Linked DNA regions of Mus musculus: all the other regions are linked to region 7. The links are chromatin contacts, called in public HiChIP or PLAC-seq and promoter capture Hi-C maps. All regions are on one chromosome and are shown on one strand. Each heading gives the region's core, a stretch centred on a gene start, on an enhancer-like site or on the middle of the called end of the contact. The rest is flanking DNA. Distances are from core to core; before and after follow the strand shown. Region 1 has its middle 10 kb from the start of Ppp1r35. Region 2 holds the start of Orai2 (ORAI calcium release-activated calcium modulator 2). Region 3 holds the start of Rasa4 (RAS p21 protein activator 4). Region 4 holds the start of Lrwd1 (leucine-rich repeats and WD repeat domain containing 1). Region 5 holds the start of Polr2j (polymerase (RNA) II (DNA directed) polypeptide J). Region 6 holds the start of Prkrip1 (Prkr interacting protein 1 (IL11 inducible)). Region 7 holds the start of Ap1s1 (adaptor protein complex AP-1, sigma 1).

Region 1 (2,700 bases), core at 99-2,598, 720 kb before region 7:
TGAGTCACAGCTTCTACTTGGCCTCCTCAGCCCATCCTGACATCCCCACACACACACACCCCCCCACACACACACACACCCACACACACACACACACACACCTCAGTCTTCCCTACCCTTGCTCAGAGTCTATGTAGCTTCCAGACAACTCTGGGAAGCATCATTGCCTAAGGTCTCAGTAGGGTACAGGCAGTAGAACCAAATTTCTTTCCCCACAGATGAATCTCTGCAGCCCCAAATGGGTATCCTCAGAATTACAACTTCCAAGCCCCATATTACACTGTTGCCATCACAACATATAAGAGACTGAGGCAGAAGGACCAGTTGTCCAAGATCATCTTCAATCTGCATAGTGAGTCCCACCTGGTCTGCATTCTGTCCTACTAGGTAAAAGGGCCTGTCCCAAGCTGGATGGTGGCACATGCCTTTAATCCCAGCACTTGGGAGGCAGAGGCAGGTGGATTTCTGAGTTCAAGGCCAGCCTGGTCTACAGAGTGAGTTCCAGGACAGCCAGGACTACACAGAGAAACCCTGTCTTGAAAAAAAAAAGGCAGGGGGGGGGAGGGGCGCTGCTACTAAACCTGATAACCTGAATTCAATCCCTGTGGTAAACTTGATAGACAGAACTCATTCCTGCCAAGTTGTTGTCTAGTCACATGAACACTATGGTACCCACCCATTCACACACATACATACAGTGCAAACAAAATACATGATTAAAAATGTAACAGAACCAACTAAAAAGCTGGCACCTAGGGATGTGGCTTCGTTGGTAAAATGTCTGTCTACCATCCTAACATAAAGAGTTGGAGGCCAGATGGCAGCACCTGAGACTTTGTCTCAAAAACAAAAGGGAGGACTGGAGACTGCTCGACAGCTAAAGCCCTTGATGCTCTTACAGAGGGCTAATTCGATTCCTAGCACCCATTCTGGATGGCTTGCATCTGCCTGTAACTCCAGCTCCATGGGATCCGACACTCACTCGCCCATGCGCACGCACACTCACACACACACACACAGACATCCTTAACTGGAGGGCCTTGGATGGTCCCTAGACCACCCTATCTCATAGAATTGCTGGGATAAAAATCAGGGCTGCAGCCGGCGTGGTGGCACACGCCTTTAATCCCAGCACTTGGGAGTCAGAGGCAGATTTCTGAGTTGCAGGCCAGCCTGGTCTACAGAGTGAGTTCCAGGACAGCCAGGGCTATACAGAGAAACCCTGTCTCGAAAAACAAAACAAAACAAAAACCAAAAAAACAAAACAAAAGTCAGGGCTGCTGCCCAGTGGGCATGATGCTGTTGCTATGGTTACTGGCTAGGCAGAGCAGTCAAAGGCAATTCATCTCCTAGGAGGGTGTAGAGATGTAAGGGTAGGACTGGTCCACTTCTGACATATAAAAAAGATACCTAGGGGTTACTTTCATGCATAATTGCAACCCCCCCCAGACACACACACATTTAGTGGGTGCTTCTTCACATATACCACAACCCCACCAAGTCTCCTCACTGCCTCTCATTCATGACCACAGACTACATCTACTCAGAAATATCCGGTATTTATTTCTCAATATTAATTTTTTTTTTTTTTTTTTTTTTTACAAATTGAATAAACACAGAGAAGGGGAGTGTGTTCGACCCCAGGCCTGGTCTTGGGGCTCCAGTGAGATGTGGCAGTATGGTCGAATGTCTCCTCACCAGTAGCTCTGGCCTGATGGCCATTGAACCCTTCCTGTCAATCTTCCGTAAGAGTGAGGTGGGGGCTTTCAAAGGATCTGGGGCTCCCCTGCCTAAAGAGGACTTCGGGCATCATGTTTGAGGCCCTGCACTGGTTCAGAGTGACGGGAAGTATGGGAGGGATGAGACCACATACGGCGCCGTCTTCGCCTCTCCTGCCTGCGGGCCAGCTCTCTTAGTTGTTTGCGGATGACCCAGAGCACCAGGTACACTTCCCGCAGCATCTCAGCCTCTGACGTCCCCAATGCCGACCTGGTCCTCGTGTGGGAGGAAACTGAGCCAGCACTCATAGAAGACTGTAAAAGAAAGAAATAAGGGGGTGTCACAGGAGGATAGGTGGACCAGCAAATAAACAGCAAAGGGTTGGACGCCTTTTACCTCCTCCATCAGATTAGCATAGGCATCACTTCCTCCAGGAAGTCCTTTCAGCTTGCATTAAGTGTTGACTCTTCCTGCCCTTATGTTTGCCCTAAGGTTCCATGTTTCATGGCTTTAAATTCATAGTCCTGCCTCAGCCTCTGAGTGCTGAGATTTTAGGCATTTTCTTTATTTCTTCCTCTCGCTCCTCTCCTTCGTTTTCCGCTTCCCTGTCTTACTTCACCCATTTGTTCTCCTTTCTGTTTTGTTTGCTTTTAAGACAAAGTCTCACGCTGTTAATCCAGGCTGGCCTGAAATTCACTATCAAAAACTCGGGCTAGCCCCAAACTTGAAGACTCCTCCTGCCTCCACTTCCAGAATTACAGACGTATGTCACCTTGTCCTGTTTTCTTTTCTTTTCAATTTTTGCTTGTTTGTTTGTTTGTTTGGGGGGGGGGTGTTGGTTTTTCAAGGTAGGACTTCACTGTGTAGCCCTGGCTGTCCTGGAACTCACTCTGTAGACCAGACTGACCTTGAAGTCACAGAGATTTCCACCTACCTCTTATCTCTCAAGTGGTAGGATTAAAGACATGAGCCACCACAGCC
Region 2 (2,700 bases), core at 128-2,627, 880 kb after region 7:
GACCTGAACCTTCTGGGTAACCCCTAGTCAGCTCCCTGGGATCCTAAGAGGGGGCAGGGGTTGTGGATCCTCCAACCTCCGACCCTCCTTCCAACAGGACAGATACCATGGCTTCCTCCCTTCTAAGGAGGAAGTGAGTCAAACAACAGTAAGGGCTGTTGCCTGTGTTTGGTTAGCAAAGCGGCTCCTAGGCAGACTGGTAATTACAGTTGGCATTTCATTTTTGCCCAGGCATGCCAGATAATTGTGCTGGCGGTGGAGGAACCTCAGTGCCTGGCGCTGGAAAGTCCTACTCCAAAGCTAAGCTTCCTAATAACCGCAAGAAGCAAAAACCCCTTGTTGAAAGAGTGTCATCCATGATGCAATGGCTGGAGTTTACCAAGTGTCTCCTTCCTGTTTTCGTTTACTCAAACTTCAGCTCTGCAGGCGCCAGGCAGTTGCCTTGAGAGTGCGTGGCTCCCGCAGGTTCAGACCCTCTTATGTAGGCACACGTGGAGCCTTATGATGGCCCACGCTGTCAGGAGGGGTCAGCGCCAGGAGGGAGGAGTTGCTTTCACCTATCCTAAGTGAATTGACTTGGCAACCCAAGCGGAAACTGCTAACAGTCACATCTATACACTCCCAGTTGTCAGGAAATTTGGATACGAGTGGAATTTTTCCTTCCTTTGGGTTAATGTGTCACAGTCTGATGCTTTTGCGACAGATGGAAAAATCCTATATAGAGCGTGCAAGCAGAAGCGTACCGGGCAAATAGGGAGCACTCTGAGGGGCCACGAGGCACCCACTGGGGCGCTGAGCGTATACTTAGTGTATACTTCCTGCAGAGCCGTTCCTGTTTGAGTTTCTCAGTTGTAAAACCTCAGTGTTCGCCAGGGCATGCCTCGCCGCAGCGTCCAAACGACCCTTCTCTGCCATCCATGAGGTGCCCAGAGCTCAGCAATGAGAACATGTCCCTTGCATTGTTTGGTTCTCACAGCCTTGCTGGAACCAAGAGCCACCTACCTGCGTGACCACAGTAGAATGGTGTCACTGCACAAGCTGAGAAAACCAGGATATAGCCAGGCTGAGCCTTTCTTGCACGCCTCTACCCACTCTGCAACACTCACACCCTGTCCCCACCTCTCTATGCTGCCCACGACAGATGCTGGGTATCCCCTAGTGTCACTCGCTAGGAGCAGCGCTCTCCCACGCCTGGACCCACCCACCTGGGTCCCACGAGGATGATAGCACTTTGTGAAGTGAAGACCCCTAGATCTTGTAGGAGGGGTCGGTCCCCAACCAGCTATTCAGGTCACGTGGTCCGCGGCAGGGCCCCACGGATGGGTCACGTGACGGCGGCGCAGTGTTGCCTAGGCAGCGGCTGCGGGCGGAAAGAGGGAGGGGGCCGGTCCTCCGCCCTGGCCCGGCCGCCGGGCCACCCGGCCGCGACACAGACGCTAGCCACGAGCCGGAGCCGTGAGCTGGAGCCAAGCGCGCTGAGGGCTGGACAGTCAGGGTGAGTGCTCGGCCGCGGGTGGGCCCGTCCATCCTTGTCTGGGGGGGGGGGGTGTCTGAAGGGGAACAGGAGAGGGTCCCCTCCTAGCTAAGGGGCGCGGGGAAATTGGATCAGGGACACTGGACAGGAGGAGATGGAGCTTCTCCCTGGGCAGGCATGGCGTGGAGAGGAAGGGACAGGCTGATGAGAGGCAGAGGGATGGCCTGGTGACCCCAATCCCTTGACTTCCTTGGTAGAGTGCAGTGTCAGAAGACTTGGATCGCGCGGGGCTGCCAGCTGATTCTCGGGTCCTGCAGTCGCAGGGACTTCCCTAGAGTATAGGACAGGGATGCAGGTGGCTGCTTTTGGCAGGCCACTGCCACCTCTCAGGCGCGTGGGTGACAAGACACAGTTCCCGTGCCCCAGATGTTTAGAGGAAGTTAAAACAGGCAGACTCCATAACCTGCTGCCTGAGACAGTTTCAAACAAACCTGGCAAGAGAAATGCTCGTCTAACAGCCTTGCCGTGGGTTGGCTTTTTTTTTTTTTTTTTAATTTTTTTTGTCAGACCTAATCTTTCTGCTGCTCCTCATTTTAATAATAATAATAATTTTTTTTTTAAAAAAAAGGTTCAGTCTGCCTAGCAATCTTAGAGTTGGTGGGTGCTATCTGACAGACTTATGGGCTCCATCTTGTCTCACCGCCCCCTCTGGCCTGAGCTTGGAATTTGTAGGCCAGACTCTGCTTCTCCCCATGGGGCAAGGGTTGGACCAAGATAGGCCCTCTGAGTATAAGGAATGGACTTGTGACAGAAGCTGGTGATGCCTGCCATCCTGGCACGCAGGAGATTAGGTGAGACAGTCCCAAGTTCCAAGCCACCCTGGGCTACACAGCAAGACCCTGTCTCAAAACAAACCCAAAAATAGAAAGGGGATCAGCGGGAGCTGTGGATGGAACCCCTAGAAAATCTGCCTAGCGTGCAGGAACCCTGGGTTCTAACCCCAGCACCATGCAAAGCAGGTGTGTGATCTCAGCCCTTGCAGCATCCAGAGTTCAAAGCTATGCTTGGTTATATTTTTGGTTGGAGGCTGACCTGGCCTACATAAGGCCCTATCTAAAATAGAAGGAAGGGCCGGGCGTGGTGGCGCACACCTTTAATCCCAGCACTTGGGAGGCAGAGGCAGGCAGATTTCTGAGTTCGAGGCCAGCCTGGTCTACAAAGTGAGT
Region 3 (2,700 bases), core at 104-2,603, 960 kb after region 7:
AACCGCTCCTGGCACTGAGAGTGCTGGGAGAGCCCGCCTGCCCGCCGGAGAGATGAACACACACACACACACACACACACACACACACACACACACACCTCCCCAATTCTCAGTTCTCTGTAGCCAGGAAACCCACCGGGACCCGGAGCGCACTTTGAACCCTAGGCCTCTGCCCCGCCCTTTCTTCGGTTTTATGATCGTGGCTTCTCCCCGACACTAGGATTTCAAGCACTTGGGTCCAGAAAGGGAAACTGAATCTTTGCAAATGAGGACATAAGAAAGCCACGAGACACGTTCTAGGAGTCACGCAGTTGACCTCGGGAACTCACTAAAAACAGTGTGACAAAGGGGTGTCCGAAAGCTCCCCAAATCTGGCGATGGATTAGAGGAAGCTTTATGAAGGACGGTAATGCATTTTAGGAGCCCTAGATTCACGACCTTGCTTTGACACCACCAGCTAACATTTCCTGTCTGTCGGCATCGGTTTTCTAATCTGTAAAGTGGTCCGAGGAGAAATGCCTTGCAGGGAGCGATTAAAGGGAGAGGCCCGGCAAAGTCAAGGGAGACTCTAAATCCTGCCTCTATGCATCCCTCCTGTCCCCTTGACCTACACCCCCACCCCCACTTTTCACACCTGCATGCCTTGCCCAAATGAATAGCGAATAGCGAACAAGTCCGGCGGACAACTCTTGGGGTTGTTATGGACTCCCAAACTACAGAGAGAGGGGGGGACACTCCGCCCCTTTCAGCCACACCCTGGGCAGTTCTTGCGATGCCATCCCAGTGCCAGTTTCAGTCTTTTAAAACTCCTGCCCCCCTATGAGCCCTGGCTTCCTGCTGTTCCCAGGTGGAGAAGCCCCTCCCTTGTCTCTAGCCCTCCGCCTCTAGCTTGCCCCTCCACTCTGTCAGGTATTCACAGCAAATCTCGCTGTCCCCATTTTCGTAGCCAGTCCCCCTCCGTGGCTGTACACGCCACATCCTCTCCGCTGCTCTCCTTGTGGGGAAGCCCTAAGGACCCCCCGCAAAGGTCAAGTATATAAAAGGGGATCCCATCAAAGTTGGGGTGGCCACCACCCGTACCCACTACTCACATGTCCTTGGCGGGCAGATTTTTCCCTTCTACGATTCGGATGGACAGCGAACTGCGCTTGGCCATTGCGGGTCGGCGACGTGGAGGCCTGGCGGGGAGGGGTTCGGACTCATGGGTCCCCTCTCGGGGTAAGGAGGGGGAACAGTGCGAGTGGCGCTGCAGGCAGGCGGGTGCGGAGGCCAGAGAGGGGAGCGCTGGGGCTGAGGGATCTCCGCTACTCCATTCACCCCTCCCCGCCCCTCCTGCGGGGGCGGGGAGACACTGCATGGAAGGACCAATCAGCGTCCTGGATGCCCAGAATGGGCGCGGCCTATGCGGCTTGCGTCCCTCATTGGCCACCTGGAAGGGAGGGCGGGCGGGGCCTGCCCCGAAGTGTAGCTGCTGGCACCCGGAGATTCTTCCACCACCAGGATCCCTCCTGGTGCTCTCGATTCTCAGAGAGAGAGCCCAGGCTCACGGAGGGACCTGGGTGTGCAGCATAGCTGCAAATCCATTAATGGCCGCACGCTGGGAGTAACTTGTCTGTGACAGACCTGGAAAGATGTGAAGACTCAGGCAGTTGGGAAAGTTTGAGGACATCAAATCTGGAAAACAGGATTGTTTGGGGCGTGTTTGTATTGTGGTTTCGTGTGTGTTCAGGTGTGCAGGTAGAGGCCAGAGATCACCCTCCGATTTCATTCTTCAAGATCCGTCCACCATTTATTTATTTGTTTATTTATTTATTTTTGAGACAGGGTTTTTCTGTGTAGCCCTAGCTGTCCTAGAACTCTCTCTACAGACCAGGCTGGGCTCGAATACAAAGATTCACTTGTCTCTGCCTCCCAAGTGTTGGGATTAAAAGCCTGCACCACCACCTCCAGGCTCTGGCTACCTTTTTAAAATTTTTGTTTTTTATTGGCTGATTGATTAGGGTGTGGCTTACATGTTGTGGTCCCAAGTGGAAATCAGAGGACACCCGCAAGAATCTTTTCTTTACTTTCACCAAATGGGTCCCAGGGATCAAATTCAGATTATCAGACTTGGGCAGGAGTCTTTCTACTGACCCATCTCCTCTGCCCCACCTTGTAAGACACAAGGTCTCTCATTGGCTTGAAACCTCCCCAGTAGTCTAGACTGGCTGGCCAGTGAGACTCCAGGATCCACCTTTCTCCATCTTGCCCACTTCTGGAGTTCTTTACAAGAGTTCAACACCATGCCCAGCTATCCATTAGTCCTGGGAACGAGTGATTCTTCTGCTTGCAAAGCAGTTTAGCAAGTGAACCATACTTACCTAGCCCTAGATCTGCATTCCAGCCCGCCATCGCTGCCCATACTGGTGACCAAACCTAGGTCCTTGAGTGTCCTGGTCAAAAATTCTGCTACGAGTGACATCATTTTATTCTTCTTTACCCCAAAATAAGATTCCATTGGGGATACAGACATACATACAGATTTTTTTTTTTTTTTGACACAGGGTTTCTTTGAGTAACCCTGACTGTCCTGGAACTCTATAAACCAGGCTGACTTCAAACTCACAGAGATTCCCCTCGCCTCTGCCTCTCCAAGTGCTGGGAATTAAGGGGTGCGTCATCAGCACCACTCCACCAGATTTTATTATGCTATGTGCACAT
Region 4 (2,700 bases), core at 2-2,501, 910 kb after region 7:
AACTTGCTACAGCACTGCCAGGGCCATACAAATGCTCTGAAGTTATTTTTCATTCATTCATTCATTCATTCATCCATCCATTGCCCATTTTGATGGAAGGTGTTAGCCTGGTCAACAGAGAGCTAGAAGGGAAACATTTTAACATTCTTCCTGGCCTACCTGACTCCTGATCCTATTAGTATCTTGTAAGACAGATTTGTTTTTGTTTTTCAAGATGGGCTTTCCTGGAACTCCCTATGTAGATCAGGCTAGCCTGGGACTCACAGAGATCTGCCTGCCTCTGCATCCCAAGTGCTAAGTCTAATGGCATGCACCACCACTGCCCGGCTGTAAAGCTGATTCATACAGGTTTGTTTTCCCAAAAAAATTTCCCCCAAATCAAAGCCTGTTTTGGAGACAGGTTTCTCTGTAGTGTAGTCCTGGCTGTCCTGGAACTCACTCTGTAGACCAGGCTGGCCTCGAACTCGGAATTCCACCTGCCTCTTGTCTCCCGAGTGCTGGGATTAAAGGCATGCGCCACCACTGCCCGGCTGCCTGTGCTGTCTTAAGTCGCTCATTCCCTGTCTAATACAGGCGGCCTAGTGTTCAGCACTCCCTACCATTTCCATGCAGTCTCCCTTGTGCTCCGGAAGCTCACTCAAAACCAGACCCGTTCAGTCCAAGTTATTTACCACTGCCCCCCACCCCCACCCCTCACCCCCCAAAGTCACAGAGATGATGTGTGACAGCCGCTTCCCTACTGCCAAGGTAACTCCTAAAACCTGCTGGGCGGCTGAGGTCCGTTCTCCAGCCTCTCTGCCTTTCAAATGCAGAGATCTCGGCGTGCACCAGCATTTCCCCGCCCTTCCATTAATCAGCCGATGGCACTTGGTCCACCTTTTGGGTTTTGTGAATATTGAAGATATAAGCGCTCCAAACAACTCACCTACCGCGAGGCTTTGGTCCTTGGCTGTTTTACAGGCAAGCTGGGCCTTAGTTTCCCATTAAGATGAATAGATTTTCTGGCTATGACTCTTTTCCTAGTCCGTACCTGAAGGCAGATCTGCCAGGGCGGGTCCCTGTGGCGTTGTCTCTCGCAGATAAGACAGGTCCGGATGCCCTTACAGCCGCACTCCTGCAAAAGAGAAACTTCAGCCGCCGCCGCCATCGCGTCCTCCGATCAGTTAAGAGCGCAGGCGCGAGACGCAGGGGCCGCTGGGAGTTGTAGTCATCGCAGAAGCAGGAGGTGGGGCGTAAGGCTGGCGTTCTACTTCCTTCCGGTCGCAACGGACTCGCAAAGGGTTTGTTGTGCGCCACCTCCTGGGCTCCCCGGCAGCGGGCCTTAGCGACCGGACTTCGTGGAGGCGCGGGTTCGGTTGAGCCCTCGGCCACCCATGGCTCCTCTCACGCCGCAACTGCTCCTGCAACGTGGGCGACCCAAGACGGATAAGCTGGGGAAGATTCAGAGTTTGAAGTAAGAGCATGTGGGGTTGAAGCGGATCCGGGGCGTGGGGTTCTTCCCCGCCAGGGTGGTTTGATGGGCGGAATGCAAGGCTCAGACCCCTCCGTCTCCTCCTCCTGCCCGGGTTATTCTGTTATCCGGGATTCGAGCCCCAGTCGAATCTCGCGCCAAACGGAGATGTGGGAGATTGGCAGCCAACGCCCGGCGTCAGATAAACTTGGAGCGAACGCCCTTAGCCTTGCGCGGAGTGGAAAGACTGATGAGATACTAAGGGATGTTGAGGGATCCTGTGTAGCACGGAACGGGCTAGCAGGAACTAGTAAAAACAAGAAGGAACTTGGAAGTCTTGGGCTCTAAAGTCATTTTGTTTTGTTTGTTTGCTTGCCTGTTTGTTTTTGAGACAGGGTTTCTCTGTGTAGCCCTGGCTGTCCTGGAACTCACTCTGTAGACCAGGCTGGCTTCGAACTCAGAAATCCACCTGCCTCTGCCTCACAAGTGCTGGGATTAAAGGCGTGCGTGTGCCACCACTGCCCGGCAACAAAGTACTCTTTAAGGGAGGGAAGATGGGCCACAGAAATGATCTGCAGATAAAGGTGCCTGTCTGTCATCAAGCCTGAATTCAATCCCTTGGGCCCAGACAGTGGAGCAAAGCAGCTCCCTAAAACCATGACCCCCTTAATCACGCTTTGATTGTGCCCATTCCTATCCACACACCACACACAGATACATAGACACTCTGTAATACATAGAAAGGTAAGTTAGGAAGTGAGAAGGCTAGAACAGTTGGCATAGCTCAGTTGCTACATTGCTTACTAGACATGCACAGAGCCTGAGTATCCCTAGGGTTCCATCCCTATCAACACCTGAACAGCTCCCAAGGGGTGGCACATGCCTGTCATCTCAGCACGTGGGTAGGGGGAGGAGAGTTAAGTTCAAGGCTTTCCTGGACTACGCAATGAGTTGTGTAGGATGGGATCTCTTGAGTTTTGCGGCCAACCTAGTCTACATAGTTCAGGCTAGCCAAGTCTAAAGCAAGCTTCATGCTTGCACAAGAACTTTGTTGGTGGAAATCCCTCTGGGACAGATGGGGTAATTAATGGGAGGGTCTGGCCCGCTCCCTCAGCTCTCTTGCTCTCTGCCCTCACCCCAGTCTGTCGGGGCTGCAGCTGCTCTCAGAGCACTTGGATCCCAATCTCCTGGGGCGCCTGAAGAAGCTGAGGGAACTTGACCTCTCTAACAACTTGCTGGAGACGCTGCCT
Region 5 (2,700 bases), core at 191-2,690, 930 kb after region 7:
CCCTGTCTTGAACCCCCCCCCCCCCCCGCAAAAAAAGCCTGAGAACTTGACCTACAGCAGAACCCAAGATGCAACCAAGTACCAGGAAGGACCTCACGGCTTGTCCCTTGGCCCATACCCCAGAGTTACTCCCTAGCAACAGTTAATCAAAGATTAGTCTGGTTGCTTCAGATCTACTTTCAGATAGTTTGTGATTGTTCATCTCCCTTCACAGCACCACCTGTCAGCTTACAACAGACATTCAGTTAGATACCTGCCAAGCTCCATACCCCGTCACTCCCACTCCCTAGAAAACCTTGTCCTGGGTTCAAGGCTGCTCTGCCTTCTCTTCCTGTCCTGTTGTGTCAGGGTTGGGTTGGAGGAGAGCCCAAGCCCGAGCTTGTGATAAAGAGACCCTAATGGAAACGGCTCCTTAATGATCTTTTGGGGTTCACAAACGATTCCTAGCACACCTCCATACCTTTTTCCCACTGAGATAGAGACTAAGCTGACTTCCAAGAAGGGGCACACACACGAGAGAAGGGTTACACAAGAGAGAAGGGTTCGTAGCAAACTTTGAGTCATCAAAAGAGTGTATTTGGCTACCATTAAGACAATTACATAAAGCCAGAGCCGGTGGCTCAGGCCGTTAATCCCAGGTAGAAGCAGGTGGATCGCTGAGTTTGAGGCTAGTCTGGTCTGCAAAGCTCGTTCCAAGACAGTCAAGGAGGATACACAGAGAAACCCTACCTCCAAAAGACAATTAGATGCTTAATCTCTAAACCTGTAGCCACTCGAGTGCAAAGTACTTCCCCCTGCTCTCTGAATGCACACAGACCCAACTTGCGTCTGTCTTACTTTCTTAGCGCTCTCTTCCTCTGAACCCTCCTGCTTAAGCCCATATTAAAGTATCTTTAATTAAAAACCCACCAATCCTGCTTCACTAAACCGAAGAGTCCTGAAATTCTTTTTAGCGTGGAGCCACGAACCCGGGTTTGGCCTAAGTCGGGATCCCTGAAAATCTAGGAGAAACCCTCAGGTTGCTGAGGAGTGTAAGAGAGCTGTGTCTCTGTCCCTTCACAGCTGTCATCATGAACCAAGTGTCTGGAGCAAGACACTCCATGTCCCAGAGCCTCCGATTTCCCACTGCAAAATGCATGCACGCGCCAGTGCTTCGCGCCGCTGCCTGAAGCTGGGCAGACTCGCATTGAGCAGCACGGAAGACTCAAAGCAAAGCCCGCCTCCCGCCTCGGTTTCCCCAGACAGGAGCAGTGCGGCGCTCCAGCGGAGCTGACGGCCGGCAGGCTCCTATGCAACCGTCCCCGCCTCCGCCGGCCTCCACTTACTTCTTCTCGCCCTCGAAGAGCAAGAACGACTCGAAGGCCGGAGGAGCGTTCATCCTAGCGCCGCGCTCTCGCTCCCCGACACCAACCCACAGTCTCCTTCCGCCAACAGAGCCCCGAAGCGCGACCACTTCCGGATTTCTCAGCCGCAGCCAATCAGTGTAAGCACCTGGCCCCCGCCCCCTAGCGGCTCGGATGACCTAATGCAGGCGCAGGCAAGGCTGAGGGCGAGCCGTGCGCATGCGTCAGTTTAGAACCCTTGTTCGAGGCGTCCATGCTGAGTGTTTTGGCGCGTGCTCCCGCGCCCGGAGTTGAGCCACCTGTAGCTGGCTCCCCGGTACCGACTGAATGGGACTAAGAGTCTAAGTGGGCTGCTGCTGCAGGACCCCCGGGTGGGCCGACACTGGCGGACTTATGAGGCCTTCTAGATGAGGACCAGTGGAGCAAGAAGGGATGTAAAGGTTGGGGAGGAGCTTGGGGTACCAGCGCATCTTCTCTTGAGCACACAGGTAACTAAAAACACGATGAAAGCTTTGCACCTCGCCATTTTTCAGCGGTCTCTGTAGCAATCTTTTATTTTTCCTATTTTTAAAGATTTTTATTTGCATATCTTGTATGGGCACGTATATGCAGGTGCCTTTGGAGACCAGAAGAGGGTTGGGTCACCTGGAGCTGGAGTTACAGGTGGTTGTGAGCCCCCCCTGCCCCAGTGGGTGCTGGGAACCGAACTCCAGTCCCCTGCAGGAGCAGTAAGACCCTTAACTGCTGAGCCATTTCTCCAGCCTCCCTGATGGCTCATCTTGTCAACCGGATGAAATTTAGAATCATCCTAGAAACAAACCCCTAGGAGGGGCCAGCAAGACAGCCCAGTGGGCAAGGGGGAGTGTGACCAAATCTGATTACCTAAATTCAGTCCCCAGAACCCACGTGGTGGTAGAGAACAGACTTCTCCGACCTCCCTTCACGGTATGCATTTACACATGTGTGCACTCACAATAGAGAATAATAATCATAACCATAATAAAGAACGTTTGGTTGTCTTTGGGATTCTAGACAGATTTGACTGAGGAAGACAGACGTGTATGGCATCATCCTAGAGGCTCAGGAGTCAGACTACAGCTTCCTGGCGCAGATGCAGTGTGCTTGGCTGCCTGGGAATCCTGTTGCTATGACATCTGCATTGTATACCCTTCCTTAAGATGCTTCTGGTTGGTTGTTTTTTTGTTTTTTTTTTTTGGGGGGGGGGTTCGAGACAGGGTTTCTCTGTGTAGCCCTGGCTGTCCTGGAGCTCACTTTGTAGACCAGGCTGGCCTCAAACTCAGAAATCCGACTGCCTCTGCCTCCCGAGTGCTGGGATTAAAGGCATGGACCACCACGC
Region 6 (2,717 bases), core at 135-2,634, 850 kb after region 7:
AAAGGCGTGTGCCACCACTGCCCGGCCTTCCTTCCAGTTTTAATGAAGCTCCTCTCCAGGTTCCAAAGGGAAGCCTCTTGCTCCCTTTAAGGCCCCACCACGTTCAGAGATCCATATACTGTACTGTCTATTGTTCTCCCTCCATCTCCAGCAACAGTCAGCTTTGAGGCCCTTTCATTCTAATAAGCTTCTTCTAATAAAGGACTTGTTTCAGTTTCCTTGCCTACAAGATGTTACTGTTACCATCTTGGGTTTTTGTTGTTGCTTGTTTTGTTGTTGCTTGTTTTTTTGTTGTTTGTTTTTTGAGACTGGCTTTCTCTGTGTAGTTCTGGCTGTCCTGGAACTCTCTCTCTACAGACCAGGATGGCCTTGAACTCAGGGATCCATCTGCCTGTAACTCCCTGGGTGCTGAGATTACAGGCCTGCACCACCACTGCTGGCTCTTAACATCTTTTACTATAGGGAGCTACTTCAGTGCCTCACGCATGGTCAACAAAACACTCCACCACCAGAAGGCCGCAGTTCCATCATTCTCCATTACTTTCACCTTCAAGTGAAAGACTTGAAGTTAATTCCTCGTCAGGTAGATTGGAATGGCAACTTCCTTTATTCTAAAACAGACTCACATACTCAGGCTCGACTGGTGGCGCTGTACTTTCAGCGTGGCCAAGGAGATCGGGTCTGTCTTAAGAGTTCAGTTACAAAGGAGATTATAAGATTATTATAGGAATCGGGGTGTGAGAGGCTGGCGGATCTCCGAGAGTTCGAAGACAGCCTGGTCTACAAACCAAGTTCCAGGACAGAGATATACAGAGAAACTCTGTGTTGAAAAACAAGACAAACAAACAAAAAAACAAAAAAAAAAAAAAAAAAAAAAAAAAAAAGGAAAGGAAAGGAAGGAAGGAAAAGAGGGAGGGAAGGAGACGATATGGAGAGGGCGGAGAAGGGGAGAGAAGAGGAGGAGGAGGAAGAGAGAGTGGGGTAGGGAGAAAGTAGAATAGATAAAAAAGAAACGGAAAAAAAAGACAAAGCCCAGGAGCGAGCGAAACTGGGAGGGACGTGCCAAGAGTCCCAGAGCAAGCTGTGCGAAGTCCTTGGGGACCTGAGACGTCGCCTGGGGCCAGCCCACTCATCATCACTAAAGGCCGTCTCTTCCTCTCCGGATGTGAGAATCAGGCAGCCCTGATTTGTTTTGAAACAGGAAATGAAATTAAAGTGCTATGATCAAAATAAACCACACTGACCTCGCGTTCATGAATATTCAAGCAAGCTGCTTAGGACTGCCTCGTACCTCCGAGGAGAGAGTGCGCATGCGCCTCAGGAGAGCGCCCCTCCCCCCGGGGGTTTGAGAGTGCGCGTGCGCGGTTGGCGCGCTCTTCTGTCGTCATCAATACGAGCGGCCGCCGGCAGCTTTCGTAAAGGAGTAGGAGAGCGGCTATGGCGAGTCCTGCTGCCGCTTCTGTGAGACCGCCCAGGCCCAAGAAAGAGCCGCAGACGCTGGTCATCCCCAAGAATGCGGCCGAGGAGCAGAAGCTCAAGCTGGAGCGGCTCATGAAGAACCCGGTGAGTGGAAGTGGGCCGAGGCGCAGTCCCTTCACCCCGCCGCCAGACCGAGCAAGGCTACATTCAGTCCCCCTAGAGCAACCCTGGGGCGGAGAGGGCGGCCCCGTGGAGGGAGCCTCGCTCCTGTTCTTGTCCTACAGCGTAGCTGCACGAAGGCGCTGCCCAGCCCTCCACACCCTCCTTTTTCTTAGTTTGCTGTTTGCGGTATCATGGCGTTGCTCGTGCTGTCCACGTTCCGTACCGAATCGGCTTTGTAAGATAGGCAGACCTCGCATCCGGGCTCCTCGCATCCCGGCTCCTCTTACCTTATCTTCCCTACGAGCTGGGATGACAGCCCTGCGCTACTATTCAGTATTGCTTCACAGCCCTTTCTATTTTAATATATGAACCAAAGCGGTGGGAGCTGGGTATGGTGGTGCACACCTGCTATCCCAGCACTCTGGTGGCTGACCCCAGAAGTTTGCTACAAATTCGAGGCGAGCGTGGTCTACGTAGTGAGTTTCAGATCAGCTAGACAGTGAGACCTATCTCAGAAACCAACAAAACCCAGAATCGATGTCTTAGCAAAAGTGTACAACTCCAAATAGCAGCCATTATTAAAGAAGCATTGGACGCCAAATTTGGACCACATCACTCTTTACCTCTTCAATGGGCCTCGTAAAACAGACAGCTCATATCTTTGACTAGAAGAGGTTGGCTCGTCTCTTAGTGACGTAGATTCCAGACTTGTTTAGCGCAGGAGAACTTTGGCCCACGTTAGACCCCATGGTGTAGTGGATGAAGTAAGGCCAGGGCAGCAGAACTACACTCAGTCAGCTCCAGATTTGAGAAGCGTGCTCAGTTGAGATCGTCAAACGGGATGTACCTTCCTCAGCAAGTGTATGTTCATAGATGCTTTTCTGTTTAACTGTTCCAGGACAAAGCAGTTCCAATTCCAGAGAAAATGAATGAATGGGCTCCTCGAGCGCCTCCAGAATTTGTCCGAGATGTCATGGGTAATGTCTCTTATGGGTGTCAGGGGTTTATAGTTTTTGTTTTGTTTTTTTTTTAAAGATTTATTTATTATATGTAAGTACACTGTCGCTGTCTTCAGACACTCCAGAAGAGAGAGTCAGATCTTGTTAAGGATGGTTGTGAGCCACCATGTGGTTGCT
Region 7 (2,700 bases), core at 10-2,509:
ACATAATAGGTGTATACCAGCACATCCAGTTTGGTACACACACACACACACACACACACACACACACACACACACACACACACACACATATTCCTCCATAGCCCCAAAACTGGTCATGACCTCTTGCTCTTCCTGCCTCAGCCTCTGCAGGGCTGGGATTGTGACTTGCCTCACCACACCCAGTTCTGGAATCCCACTCTTGCTTGCTTGACAGAGCCACACTGTGTAGTCTAGGCTGGCTGTAGCCTTCTGGCTATGGGGATTACACCACACCCCTTTAATACTATAAGATTCTCTTCATTTCTTCCCCTTTCTCCTTAATTTACAATTTCCTCCCATTCTTTATATTCCTGTTACAGTATTCCCATTTTCAACAATTTTTTTATCCCTGATTTTTATCCCTGGTTTAGTTTTTTTTTAAGATTACATTTTACAAGTGTATTTTGTGTTGCCTGTGACCATGTCTGTCTGTCTGTGTGTGTGTGTATATATGTGTGTGTGTGTGTGTGTGTGTGTGTGGTGTATACAAGCTAGGGTGCTTGCTTATACAGAGGTCAGAGGACAATTTGCAGGAGTCAGTTCTTTCTTTCCACCTTGTGGGTTTGGGGAAACATCTTTACAATCCGAACCATCATATCTGCACTGTTTTGTGTCACTTTTGTTGTTGTTGTTGTTGTTGGAGACAGGCTCTCTGTGGCCTTGGGTGGTCAAGACCGTGCCATGTAGCTGCAGCTGAACTCCTGTCTCTGCCTTCCAAGTGTAGAGATCACAGGATACACCACCACACCTGCCTTGTTTGCTTTGGGGACAGGATCTTGCTTGCTCTGGAACCCTGAGCTGTCCTTGAACTCTTTATTCTCCTAGCCTACCGGTCTCTATTTCCCTCATCCTGCCCATCACCACCCTCTGACTGATGTTTTCCACATCATTCCTCCCAACTTCTTCATCAGCTCCAAAGATCGTGCATACACCTCTCACCCTTTTCCCGCCTTTTTCCCCCACAAATGCTCCAAAGCTCGAAGTCCTCATTGTCCTCTACCCCCTCCCTTCCCATCCTCCAATCAACCCACCAAGACAGCCCTGTTACCATGACGACCAGGCTTTTGCAAAACTGAAGTCAAGGACCTGGTTGCCATGGTTTCCGCTTCTCCGCCTCCAGCCCCGCCTGCGCGCCGGATGAGATGGGGGTGGGTCGCTGCAGCGTTGGCGCCTGCGCAATGCGTCCGTGCTTGGAGCCGGCGAGGCCTTGGGGCGGGGCTTCAAGCGGAGAGGGAGGGAAAAGAAAAGAATCCGACTGGGAGTGGAGCTGGCTTCTACGGTGGCCGGAGAGGGACGCACCGGGCTGGAGGCTGCAGGATGGTAGGCTGTGAGGAGAGGGAGGGGACGGGGACCCGAGGGGCGTGGGCTGTACCTGCAGGGGTCCGGAGGGGGGCTGCCCTTTGTGGGAGTCGCCCTGTCTTCCCTGTGGTCCGCAAAGGATCCACTTCCTGGAGCTGCTGGAGAGAGCTGACCTCGGAAGCTGGAAATGGCACTAGGGACAGGGGTTGGGAGGAGTCTTGCTGGTTAGGAGAGAGGGGACTAGAGCTGAATGGTGGCGGGACTGTCCCGAGCCTGGAGAAGCGCTCGGGACTCTGGGAATCTTTAAGACCCTCCCAGGCACTGCCGCAGGGAAGGCACGAGGTTGGGGCGCCGGGGTCACTCGGGATGGTTGCAGGTCGCCGAAACCCCTTCCCTTGAGGCCCACACTGGAGCATGGCCCATGGAGAGCTCGGTGTGGGAGGGAACAGTTTCCGGGTCTCTGGAGTGAACCTCCTGTCTCGCTTCCTTGACAGCTCACCCGGAGTTCTGGCTCAGGTGGGCTCTAGGGTTTGCCGTCGGGGACCTAGGCTCTGGAAGACTCCCTACTTTGGCAATCCCAGCTCTCCACCCTCTCCGGGGCATTTTCTTTTCCGGAACCCAGGCCTTCCTGCTGTAGCTGTCACCTCCTTTTCTTAACTACACAGGACTCCCTCAGTTCTTCACCTTCCCTATCCCCCCCACCAACAGTACTTACTTCTAGCTTCTGGGGTGTTGTTTTCTTTTAACTTAACCTGCTAAACTGGAAGTGTGGGACACACACAGATATCCCAACCCGGGCCATGTTCTCAGAGCTGTTTGCTGGGAATTGAGTTCAGGATATGGAATGAGGAACCTCTGCAACTGGTAATAAAACTAGGGCCATGCGGGAAGCAGTGAGGACTCTGCTTGCTAGTTATTCCACAGACATTCCCTAGGAGAGCCCTCCAGGGTGACTATGCCCCTGTCTGAGGGACCCAGTGATCAGTCACCTGATGTCTCAGAAGAAAGGTCAGGCCTTAGAGTGCACACCTGTAACCTGGTACTCAGAGGTAAGAAAAAGGGAGATCAGAAAACCAAGGGCAGCCTTCGCTACTTAGGGAATTGAGATCAGCCTGTGCTACATGAAACATTGTCTCACAAAAGAAAGACAGAAAAGAGGGCCAGAGAGACGGCTCAGCTTGTCCGGGTGGCTGATAACCTGAGGTCATTCCCAGGAGCCATGTGGTGGAAGGAGGGGACTGACTCCTCCTCTGACCTCTGCATGTAAGTGATGGCACGTGGGTGCCCCACACATACGTGTAAAAGAATATAAAAGAACGCTTTAAAGAAACTGGAAGCCGAGCGTGGTGGCACACACCTTTA

The links. Promoter capture Hi-C pulls out the DNA fragments that hold promoters and counts their contacts. HiChIP or PLAC-seq counts read pairs in DNA pulled down with a chosen protein or histone mark.
Region 1: a promoter capture Hi-C map of neural stem cells shows a contact between it and region 7. The contact joins the enhancer-like site here to the promoter of Ap1s1 in region 7. A contact is called at or near these places in 1 of 39 promoter capture datasets (neural stem cells), 1 of 484 Hi-C or Micro-C datasets (embryonic stem cells) and 3 of 115 datasets of contacts at active chromatin or transcription factors (bone marrow-derived macrophages, fetal liver and pancreatic cancer cells).
Region 2: a contact with region 7 is called in a FOXA1 HiChIP or PLAC-seq map of pancreatic cancer cells. The contact joins the promoter of Orai2 here to the promoter of Ap1s1 in region 7. A contact is called at or near these places in 3 of 39 promoter capture datasets (hematopoietic stem and progenitor cells, hippocampal neurons and liver) and 2 of 115 datasets of contacts at active chromatin or transcription factors (large pre-B cells and pancreatic cancer cells).
Region 3: a promoter capture Hi-C map of liver shows a contact between it and region 7, with 2.7 times the contacts expected there. The contact joins the promoter of Rasa4 here to the promoter of Ap1s1 in region 7. A contact is called at or near these places in 2 of 39 promoter capture datasets (liver and pre-B cells) and 2 of 115 datasets of contacts at active chromatin or transcription factors (bone marrow-derived macrophages and pancreatic cancer cells).
Region 4: a promoter capture Hi-C map of liver shows a contact between it and region 7, with 3 times the contacts expected there. The contact joins the promoter of Lrwd1 here to the promoter of Ap1s1 in region 7. A contact is called at or near these places in 2 of 39 promoter capture datasets (liver and pre-B cells) and 1 of 115 datasets of contacts at active chromatin or transcription factors (large pre-B cells).
Region 5: a contact with region 7 is called in an HNF4G HiChIP or PLAC-seq map of pancreatic cancer cells. The contact joins the promoter of Polr2j here to the promoter of Ap1s1 in region 7. A contact is called at or near these places in 1 of 39 promoter capture datasets (pre-B cells) and 2 of 115 datasets of contacts at active chromatin or transcription factors (large pre-B cells and pancreatic cancer cells).
Region 6: a contact with region 7 is called in an H3K27ac HiChIP or PLAC-seq map of large pre-B cells, with 5 times the contacts expected there. The contact joins the promoter of Prkrip1 here to the promoter of Ap1s1 in region 7. A contact is called at or near these places in 1 of 39 promoter capture datasets (pre-B cells), 1 of 484 Hi-C or Micro-C datasets (B cells) and 1 of 115 datasets of contacts at active chromatin or transcription factors (large pre-B cells).

The regions. Positions count from the first base shown.
Region 1 is chr5:137,767,294-137,769,993 of GRCm38.p6, reverse strand. It overlaps a transcript of Tsc22d4 not described here. Among named protein-coding and RNA genes, the nearest start is that of Ppp1r35, 10 kb to the left of the region's middle. Within about 2 kb of position 1,348, at least 5 of the 459 cell types and tissues checked have an H3K27ac peak or open chromatin away from gene starts, as enhancers often do. A contact at or near this core is called in neural stem cells, where this site is marked.
Region 2 is chr5:136,169,333-136,172,032 of GRCm38.p6, reverse strand. It overlaps Orai2 (ORAI calcium release-activated calcium modulator 2), which reads left to right and starts at 1,377. Exons shown (of 3, transcript NM_178751.3): 1 at 1,377-1,495.
Region 3 is chr5:136,082,569-136,085,268 of GRCm38.p6, reverse strand. Rasa4 (RAS p21 protein activator 4) reads right to left here and starts at 1,353. Exons shown (of 21, transcript NM_133914.3): 1 at 1,092-1,353. The coding sequence starts at 1,156.
Region 4 is chr5:136,134,625-136,137,324 of GRCm38.p6, reverse strand. Lrwd1 (leucine-rich repeats and WD repeat domain containing 1) reads left to right here and starts at 1,251. Exons shown (of 15, transcript NM_027891.4): 1 at 1,251-1,453; 2 at 2,592-2,700. The coding sequence starts at 1,374. It overlaps Alkbh4 (alkB homolog 4, lysine demethylase), which reads right to left and starts at 1,180. Exons shown (of 3, transcript NM_001347492.1): 1 at 1,031-1,180. The coding sequence starts at 1,147.
Region 5 is chr5:136,115,431-136,118,130 of GRCm38.p6, reverse strand. It overlaps Polr2j (polymerase (RNA) II (DNA directed) polypeptide J), which reads right to left and starts at 1,440. Exons shown (of 4, transcript NM_011293.2): 1 at 1,326-1,440. The coding sequence starts at 1,378.
Region 6 is chr5:136,197,621-136,200,337 of GRCm38.p6, reverse strand. It overlaps Prkrip1 (Prkr interacting protein 1 (IL11 inducible)), which reads left to right and starts at 1,384. Exons shown (of 6, transcript NM_025774.3): 1 at 1,384-1,563; 2 at 2,480-2,558. The coding sequence starts at 1,438.
Region 7 is chr5:137,044,667-137,047,366 of GRCm38.p6, reverse strand. Ap1s1 (adaptor protein complex AP-1, sigma 1) reads left to right here and starts at 1,259. Exons shown (of 5, transcript NM_007457.3): 1 at 1,259-1,359. The coding sequence starts at 1,357.